Linked DNA regions of Hordeum vulgare: all the other regions are linked to region 2. The links are chromatin contacts, called in public Hi-C and HiChIP or PLAC-seq maps. All regions are on one chromosome and are shown on one strand. The core of a region is the stretch at or near the end of the contact, and the rest is flanking DNA. Distances in the headings are between cores, read along the strand shown. Region 1 holds the start of LOC123410544 (sulfofructose kinase). Region 2 holds the start of LOC123412942 (G patch domain-containing protein TGH homolog). Region 3 holds the start of LOC123411743 (tRNA(adenine(34)) deaminase, chloroplastic).

Region 1 (2,700 bases), core at 18-2,517, 230 kb before region 2:
GTCCCATAGACGAAGATCAATCTCAACACCAATGTGGATGAGAGAGAAAAAAAGAACAGAAAAAATTGCAACATTAAGAAAGAAAAGTAATGGATTGACTTTTGTGCGACATGCCAACATTCACACATAACATAAGACTTCCGTTTCTGATATAATTGTCTGCTCACCAATGTATGGAAGTGAAGTCGAATATTATGTATGCACTCATGTTTCTTAAATACCTATAATAAGATGAAAACGTTATGTTGTGGCAGGAAAATATTACCTCTTCTGCAACAAGCAAAGCAGTCTCATGCAGTCTAACATCAAAATACACCATGTCTACGCCATGTAAAGCAGCAAACAAGTTTTCCTTTGTGAGCTCCTCCGGCTTCATTGGGGGATAACCAGGAGTGTGTATGCAAGTACGAGTTTTCCTGAAAACGAACAAGGAGGAATAAAACAATGGTAAGGAGCAAAACACTCTTAACTATATCTGCAGTAGCATCGTCATTTGCAAAACAATGTAGTAAGGAATAAGAGAAGAAAGATCACTTGTATAAAAACAGCATAACAGCACAGTTTGTTCTTTTGATTTATCACTCACGTCTGGTTATCGACGATTATATAGGTGAAGGGTGAATTTCCTCCATCTGCTATCTGGAATAAGAAGATAGACAGATAGTCATATACATGAAGTAGGATTATGATGGATGAATGCCGCTGCATATAGGAATGGAATAAATGGAGTAAGGCAACTGCATTGCGTATCATACCGCCATATAGGAAGTGTCTACTCCGTCGTCTTGCAGCTCCTTGAGAATGTTTTTTCCTAGTGCATCATTGGACACCTACTCTAGCAGTAAGAGCAAGGAGTGAGTATGCATATATACAATAGATCAACGGTGGTGGTAGTGAAGGAAGCCGGGATGGATGCGGCCTTTACCTTGGATATAATCCTTGGGCTGAGGCCCAGGCGAGCGGCTCCGGTGAGGGCGTTGCCGGCGTTGCCGCCTCCCTCGACCTTGAGCGCGAGGCTGCGGATCTTGTCGTCGGGGTTGGGGAAAGAGGCGACGGTGGCGAGGTAGTCCACAGATACGGCGCCGCAGCCGAGCACGAGGGGCTTGGATTGCTGGGGGGCGGAGGCGAAGGCGGCCATGGGAGGCGGGCAGCGGCGCCGGCGGGGAGGAGGAGAGCAAGGATTGATCGGAAGTGGAGGGATGTGCAGCAGCGTCAGCATCATTTTTATTTTCTTTATGCAAACTGTATATCAAACAAGTCAACTTGATGGCGATGAGAGGTCCAAGCGAAACCATCTTCCATAGACACAACCCAACTTGCGGATAAGGCAGGCCGGACATCATATGGATGATGGATTCACCGGGCCAGCCCACCCAGCCCACCCTACTCATCTACCATCACGCCAAGGCTAGGTTTGCAAGGTTATTGCACTTTCGTGTTTTCCCTGATTTTCCGCGGAGACCTTAGCCAGTGTTGAGATCGGAGCTTCTTCCCTCTTGTCGATCTGTTTCAGGAATCTTCTCCTTGTCACAGCGGCTCGGGCTAAGGTTTCCTCCTGTCATATCCGATGATTTCGAGATCGAGTAAGAGGTAGAAGATGGCTAAAGAAGTTGGAGGCAAGTTGGCTGCGGATGGCGGCTCTTCGTTCGCAACGGAGATAGAGAGATTGATGATGGAGCTCGGCCTCCAAGAGGATGACATGGACGACGTGGTGGTTGATGAAATCGTCGTTCCTAAGGATGTCGTTGGACGGATGGCAGTGGCGTGGGTGCACATCGACAAGGTCTACAGTCAAGGCTGGTTTTTCAGGATTATGCAAACTGCATGGGATCTCGCACAACCGGTGAACTGCAGGTCGCTGGAAGAAAATATATACACTATGCAATTCAATTGCTTGGGTGATTGGGAACAAGTTATGCAAGAGGGCCCCTAGAACTTTAGAGGGTACGCCGTCATCATTACCGCGTATGATGGAGTGACCCAGCCTTCCAAGGTCAAGCTGGACACAGTCGATATTTGGATCCAGATCCATGACGTCTCGGAGTTATATGATCATATGATTCCTTCGCTGGCTCCAAAAGTAGGAGAAGTGCTACATGTAGAGAATGGTTCCTATGATTTCGCGGGCAATTTCTACAATGCGGTGTCCCTAATCAGAAACAAGGAGAGGCAAATCTATAGGGTTAAGTATGAGCGTCTCCCTGATTGGCGCGCAATATGTGGATATTTGGGTCATGTGTTTAAAGAGCATGGAGATGGAATCCATCCAAAATCTGCATTAGTGTTTACTGGAGACATTATGTTGAAGGAATGAAAGAAATATATCAAGAATTGAGCTATAAAGTAACCCATTGTTTAGTTAATATTTATGACTGTAACATCACATAATGGAGTCTCGTTTGAATACGGTAATATCTTTCTTCTAATCAAGTAGTTTGTTCTTTACACAACTATATGGTGGAAGTTTTTACCAGGCTGCCCTGAAATGTTTCCCGAGGGACTACTTCCAGTATCGATAGAACAATTTATAAGGATCTTCGAGCCTCATGGACGGTCCGGGTTGGATGTGGCCCTGGTGGGAGTCAAGGGCGTCGTGGAGGGAGAAGAGGTGGCCGAGCAAGCAACCGTATTGCTGGGAAGGAGGCCTATGGGAATGTAGTCTAGAGGGAGGATCAAGACCCAGACTCAATTGTTGTCGAT
Region 2 (2,875 bases), core at 168-2,667:
GTACAAAATTTATACTAATTTAGTGTTAAGTTTGCAACACTTATTTTGGAACGGAGGGAATATATGACTAGAACATGGCGTGTTTGCATTCACACTCAAAACATTAAACGTTGGGCAGTCCAGTATGGAGTACCATGATTTGAAATAGAACAAAACAGTGTATGATTGCAAATTATCAATTCATACAGAAGGTGAGGTAGAAGAGAAAAAGCATTACATACCTTGATATCTTCCTCATCAAGAAAATTATATATGCTTTGCTTTTTATGCTCAGCTCTACTTTTTCGTGAAGATGTGAATGTCTGTGGCGTCCATCCTAAAGTGAATGACATTTTTATAATCCCACTCATTTCTTCTGTGATACTGTCAAATATTAGAATCGTAATCTTAAGGCAACATACCCTCTTTTGAGCCAGCAGTATTGTAGAAGCCAGCAGAGAAGCCTCCAGTAAATGCACCATGAAATCTTCTCCGTCCTTCCTCATCCCTGACCTACACTCCAATCACATCTAATCTTTAATAAAGAAGAGGTATGATTACTTAAAACAAATCATATGCTACACAATTTCATGGCAATGCTAACAGAAGAGAAAATCCAAGTGTCCAACGAGTTGGTAATAAAAGAAGGAAATATCTACAGAACTAATATCAGGCAAACTGTGCTGCCACAAAAGGTGTGATGAACAAAATGGTCACCATAAGCATGGCAATATTGGGCCAAAAAGAAAAAGAGCCTATGACATCTGGACCATGTGGCTAAGAAAGTGTGGCGCACCGCAACTGCAAGCCAAAGGTTAAGCGTGGCAACCTTACTACAAACCAGAACATCACCATAGCTCACTCCACACGATTCCGTCAAATAAACCCTAAATTGAAGAACATTTGCAGCATCCCCAACCGCAACAAAACACTATTAAAGAAGTTCAATTGATTCGAAAACACTAAACACGATTCTGTCATAAACGCTAAATTGAAGAACAACTCGCTTTCCCGACAGCCCCAGATGTATAGACTAGCATGCGTTGCTGCTAAACTACGAAATTGCTAATGATCATAGCTGAAATCTATTACCAACTAATGCGCCATCAATGAACCCCATAGAAGGGAGAAAATACACCCTGATGCTTAACTACAAAGGATACACGGAGAGTGGATGTGGTGGCGGGGTGGCGGGGCGGGGTACCTCCTGCTTCCAGGCGGGGAGGGCCCGGAGCTGGCCTGCGTCGGCGACGGCGCGGCGCTTGCGGGCGGAGATGTCCTCCTCCCGCTCGATCGGTGTCCCGTAGACCACGAGGTCCTGGTCGTCGTCGTGGGAAGCCATGGCCGCGGGAGCCTAGGAGTGGGAAGCCCTAGCTCGCTGGCGGCGAAGGCTGGTACACGACGACGGTTCAGGACGGAAAATTGCCGATAGGCGGCCGGTGGGTCTGTCCGCGGTGGTAAAAGGGGTGGGCCGAGAGCCCGAGACTATAGGTCTTTTTTCCCTTTCAGATCCGGACGAGACTATGATGTACTTGGCCCAGCTTGGAGTACCCTCGTGGCGATAAATAGCACATATGCCACATCAAAAAAGAAATACAGTACCACATATGGGCTAGGCCCAAAAGGCGCTCCAGATGCTACTCTGAAATTGTGTGAACAAGAATACGTACAAGATATATATGGAGGCGGCTGCTAGGCGGCACGCGGCTGTTAAGTCGGGATTAACAGCCGCCGAAATAGCCGTCAGTAGCCAGGTATGTTCGACACGGTCGGTCGACAACACGTGTCCCAATGCAACTAGACAAAACAAGTTTGGTCCTTGTGATGCTCCAACGACACCTGAAACTGTGAGCTCGAAGCAAATTCCCCTTCCTCCCACACACTCGTCCTCTGCATCTGCCCTGAAGCAGGGCGAGGCGAGATTCCAGCGACAGCTCCTACGATGGTAGCCCCCCGACAGCAGCAACTCCGCCTCGACCCCGACTTGTAGCTCTCCCCGACGGCACCTCCTCCTGTGCAGCAACTCCGCTTTCACCTCCTAAGGAGCTCCTAGACAACAGCTTCTTCATAGCTCCGACGCGTGGGAAGCAACTACGTCATCGTCTGCAGCAAGTCGATCACCTCCCTCGCGCAATGGCAAGTGACCACATCGTCAGCTCCATGTTGTCGGCCGCCATGCATGGATCGAAGCTCCGGTGCTCCATCCACCAGCACGCATGCCAAATCGGCCCCAATACTGGCTGGAGAGCGCATCATTCGGTCTGGAGCTGCAGGGGAGCTCCGGAACCCTCCTATCTTCTCAGCTAATGGCTCCTCCGCTAGCTCCTCACAAGCTTGGGTAAGTTGCAAACGAACCCTAGATTCACATAAAGTATGCATCAAATTGAGTTGAAAAAACACCATGTTATTGATTTTGTTCTGACATATGCATCAATGTGAGTAGTGCATCACCATCTATACTCTGTTCACTGAACCTTTGTTTACTAAATGTATATGAATTGCCGCTTTCAGGAAATTCAGTTTAGGAATTGCAACAAAAAATTTCTCAAATAATGTCCATGTTGCATAAAGGTTATGATATGAAAGCATTAGTCATGATATGAATCTATGGTTTATGATGTATATGTGTTGCTCATGTAGGATGCTAGTCACAATTGTCCCTGTTTGACAAGTTTCTTCACATGAAAAGTAAAAAAACAAATGTTGCATCTGCGAGGGAAAAACTTACAAATAACATGACCAAAAATATGATCATTCTACTAGAAGCAGCTGATGATTGTAGTAGCAATTGTAGCATGATATAAACTGTAGCATTCTACCTTCTTTTTGTTGATAATTTCGTATTTTTTCCTGTGAAACATTGAAACAAAATGTAGGTTGTTGGAGGTGGAGTTGA
Region 3 (2,869 bases), core at 244-2,743, 170 kb after region 2:
AAGTGCATTTTTCCAAGGGAGGAGGCTTCCAACATAGTATGTCATGTCCTTCTATGAGAATTATAGGTGTCTGCTATATAGCCTTAGCTGCTTGCTTCCCAAACATAGTTGTTATTAAGTTAGCATTCCAAGCCTTACAATTTGGCAGCCAAAGATATTTCACCCTAGCAGATATCTAGAATACCCTGGTCAAATGATGATGTGATCATAGATTGAGTTCCAAATAGGGCACCAAGGAGAGCTCCAAATAGAAGAAATCCCATCAATTATGTAGTAGGAGTTAGAATAAAGAATTGGGGCACACCATGGCCGAGATCAAATGAATGATTTAGGGATATTAGGATTGGCTCTCCAAACAGAAGTGTCACGAAAATACTTGGATTTTAGGACTTTGAAAATATGACTATCAAGATTTTCAGCAATTCTCGACGTAGTCGAAAGGACGAGGCGTGTATTCATTGTTTGCATATCACTAATGCCTAGACCTCCTTCACATTTGCTGATGCAAATGTCTTTCCAAGCCCCGAGGCAGAGGCCCTTAGAGCTGGGTTCATCCCTAATTCATGTCCACCAGAAAATGTATAGTGATAGTAGTGAGTTTGGCTATAAGCTTTCTGAAAAAATGCTTGACAACAGTAAACAAGGATGAAGGAAAAGACTGAGTTTATAAGATCAAACCTACCAACATGAGAGACTTTATTGGCTTTGTAGCCACTCAATTTGGCCTTGAATTTATCCGCGACAAAGTTGTAAGTTGCAAATGTGTCTTTAGCCGAAAGAATGAAGGGATGACGCAAATGAACGAAGTTTTCATGAGTATCATTGACATGAAAAGTATTTTTGACAGCTTCTTTGGTGTTGATCTGGACATTTCTACTCAATATAATACCAGATTTGTTTTAGTTAATAGTTTACCCAAAACCATTATAAAAGTTTTGAGGGATCTATTGTATATGAGTAGTCTTGGGACTGAAACATGCCCAGAAATGATCAAGTCATCAACAAATAATAAATAATGATGTATATCGTGTGTATAATATGAAGTCCTCCTTGTTTTGGTCACACTCCGTCATTGGCCGCTCCAGCGGGGCCTTAGCATGATGACTCCTTAACAATCTACCACAACAAGGTTTGCCCTCCGACGAGGAAGGAGCGATGAAGACGACGTGTCTTCGACTCGTTTCAATGCTTGTAATTGTTGTTAGGTGGTCTATAAATCTAAACGTAATTTTTTGTTTCTCATGTTTTTTTAGTATCTTGACAGTTGATGAATAGATCAGATTTAGAAAAAAAAACATTGATGCCACTAAAACGGAACAAAGCCGTGTGAGGATGAGGCCATGTTGTGGGGCATGATACCCCACGTTGCATCCACATCTCGGATCTTGTCGTCGCGCCGCCCATGACCCGCGGCAAACCACCTTTTCCAAACGCAAACTAGTCGCGTACACGCAATTCAAGCTGCTAAAACCGCTAGCAGTCGCGTGACGCAAATAATTTAACGACGATGTCTGATCCGGCACACAGCATGCGCCCAGCTGGCTCACTGAACCAGTGTCAGGAACCGGTGGCGCTCAATCCGAGCCGTCCATTTCCGATCGGACAGCAGAGGAAGCATGTCAGGTGGGTTTGGCTTTGGCAGCCCCCTGGCCTGGCGTCCGTCCGGTCACGGGCGATCCAGTCTACAGCCCGAGGCGACACTCCCACCTCAAACCCCACGCCCACAGCTCCACTCACCGGCGGCCGGACCGCCGTCGGCTGCCGCGTGCGCGTCCCGCGTCCCGCCATGTACAGCTCCTACTCCGCCGCCGCCTTCGCCCTCAGGGCCGCGAAGCCGGCCTACAACTACAACGCCCATTCCCCTTACGCCCCGTCGCACCACTGCAGCCAGCAGCACTACGACGGTGACGGTGCTCACCGCGAGCTACTTCCGCTCAACCCTCACCTCTCTCCCCGCTTCCTGCTTGACGGGTACCTCCTCCGCCACTCGACTCACCTCCTCCTCCTCTCCGCGCGGCTCCGCCCCCCGCTCCCGACCCCGCCCCCGCCGCACAGCTGCTGCCACCGGCGTGCGGCCGCCCGCTGCTGCTGCAGCGGCGGTGGCGGCGGTGTAAGGTCGTATGTTCAGCACGTTACTTGGGGATTGGAGGGGCGCGGGCACCGATGCTGCGGGCAGGGCGCTGGACGGTCGGATCTCGGAGTGGGTTGCCGGCGATTGAAGGCGCGGGGATGCGGTTGCGGCAGCTACGGCAGCGGCAGGTTACGTCTCGGCACTGGCTGTGGACATCGGGATACGCCGAGGTTGCTGGGGAGGGCGGTGCGGCAGGAGGTGTGGGAGTATGAGGGTGGCCAGTGGCCGCACAGAAGTTGTTCGATGGAATGCCATAGTGATTGGGATGATGAAGAGGATGAGGATGAATGTGGTCACGCTCAGTGGGAGCTGCCAGGTAAGGCCAGTTTTAGAAGGAAGTGGAAAGAAGAAGAAGATGATATATGTAGAGATTGCCGTGAGAGGAAGGGTGTGGAAAATGAGTACTACGGCGAAGCAGAGTACAGTGGACGGCGGAGGGAAAATAGGGATGTGAATGGGGCACATGACAGGCATCGGTATCATCGGAGGAGGTTGGAGCAGAGGGGTTACATCGACGGCGATGATACCAGGCGAAGAAGTGATGTGATGGAAGGGAGAGACAGGAGGGAGTTTGAGTCTGATGAGGCAAGGAATGTTGGTGCTCGAAGATACAGTGAGGATGACAGGAAACATGACCAGAGAAGAGAAAGAAGGGATTCTGAATATGAGGACGTGCTTGATGCTAGAAGAGTGGGAGCTGGCAGGTACAATGAGGATGACAGAAGATTTGATCGACGA

Evidence for each region. Hi-C and Micro-C count contacts between places; a contact is called where the count stands out from the background. HiChIP or PLAC-seq counts read pairs in DNA pulled down with a chosen protein or histone mark.
Region 1: a contact with region 2 is called in a Hi-C map of seedling, with 4 times the contacts expected there. The contact joins the promoter of LOC123410544 here to the promoter of LOC123412942 in region 2. A contact is called at or near these places in 3 of 6 Hi-C or Micro-C datasets (leaf and seedling).
Region 3: a contact with region 2 is called in an H3K4me3 HiChIP or PLAC-seq map of embryo, with 9 times the contacts expected there. The contact joins the promoter of LOC123411743 here to the promoter of LOC123412942 in region 2. A contact is called at or near these places in 4 of 6 Hi-C or Micro-C datasets (leaf and seedling) and 1 of 1 datasets of contacts at active chromatin or transcription factors (embryo).

What each region holds. Positions count from the first base shown.
Region 1 is chr7H:152,384,883-152,387,582 of MorexV3_pseudomolecules_assembly, reverse strand. It overlaps LOC123410544 (sulfofructose kinase), which reads right to left and starts at 1,267. Exons shown (of 10, transcript XM_045103496.1): 1 at 926-1,267; 2 at 756-830; 3 at 587-639; 4 at 266-416. The coding sequence starts at 1,222.
Region 2 is chr7H:152,151,126-152,154,000 of MorexV3_pseudomolecules_assembly, reverse strand. It overlaps LOC123412942 (G patch domain-containing protein TGH homolog), which reads right to left and starts at 1,417. Exons shown (of 17, transcript XR_006613635.1): 1 at 1,184-1,417; 2 at 402-492; 3 at 222-316.
Region 3 is chr7H:151,977,211-151,980,079 of MorexV3_pseudomolecules_assembly, reverse strand. It overlaps LOC123411743 (tRNA(adenine(34)) deaminase, chloroplastic), which reads left to right and starts at 1,493. Exons shown (of 4, transcript XM_045104708.1): 1 at 1,493-2,869. The coding sequence starts at 1,508.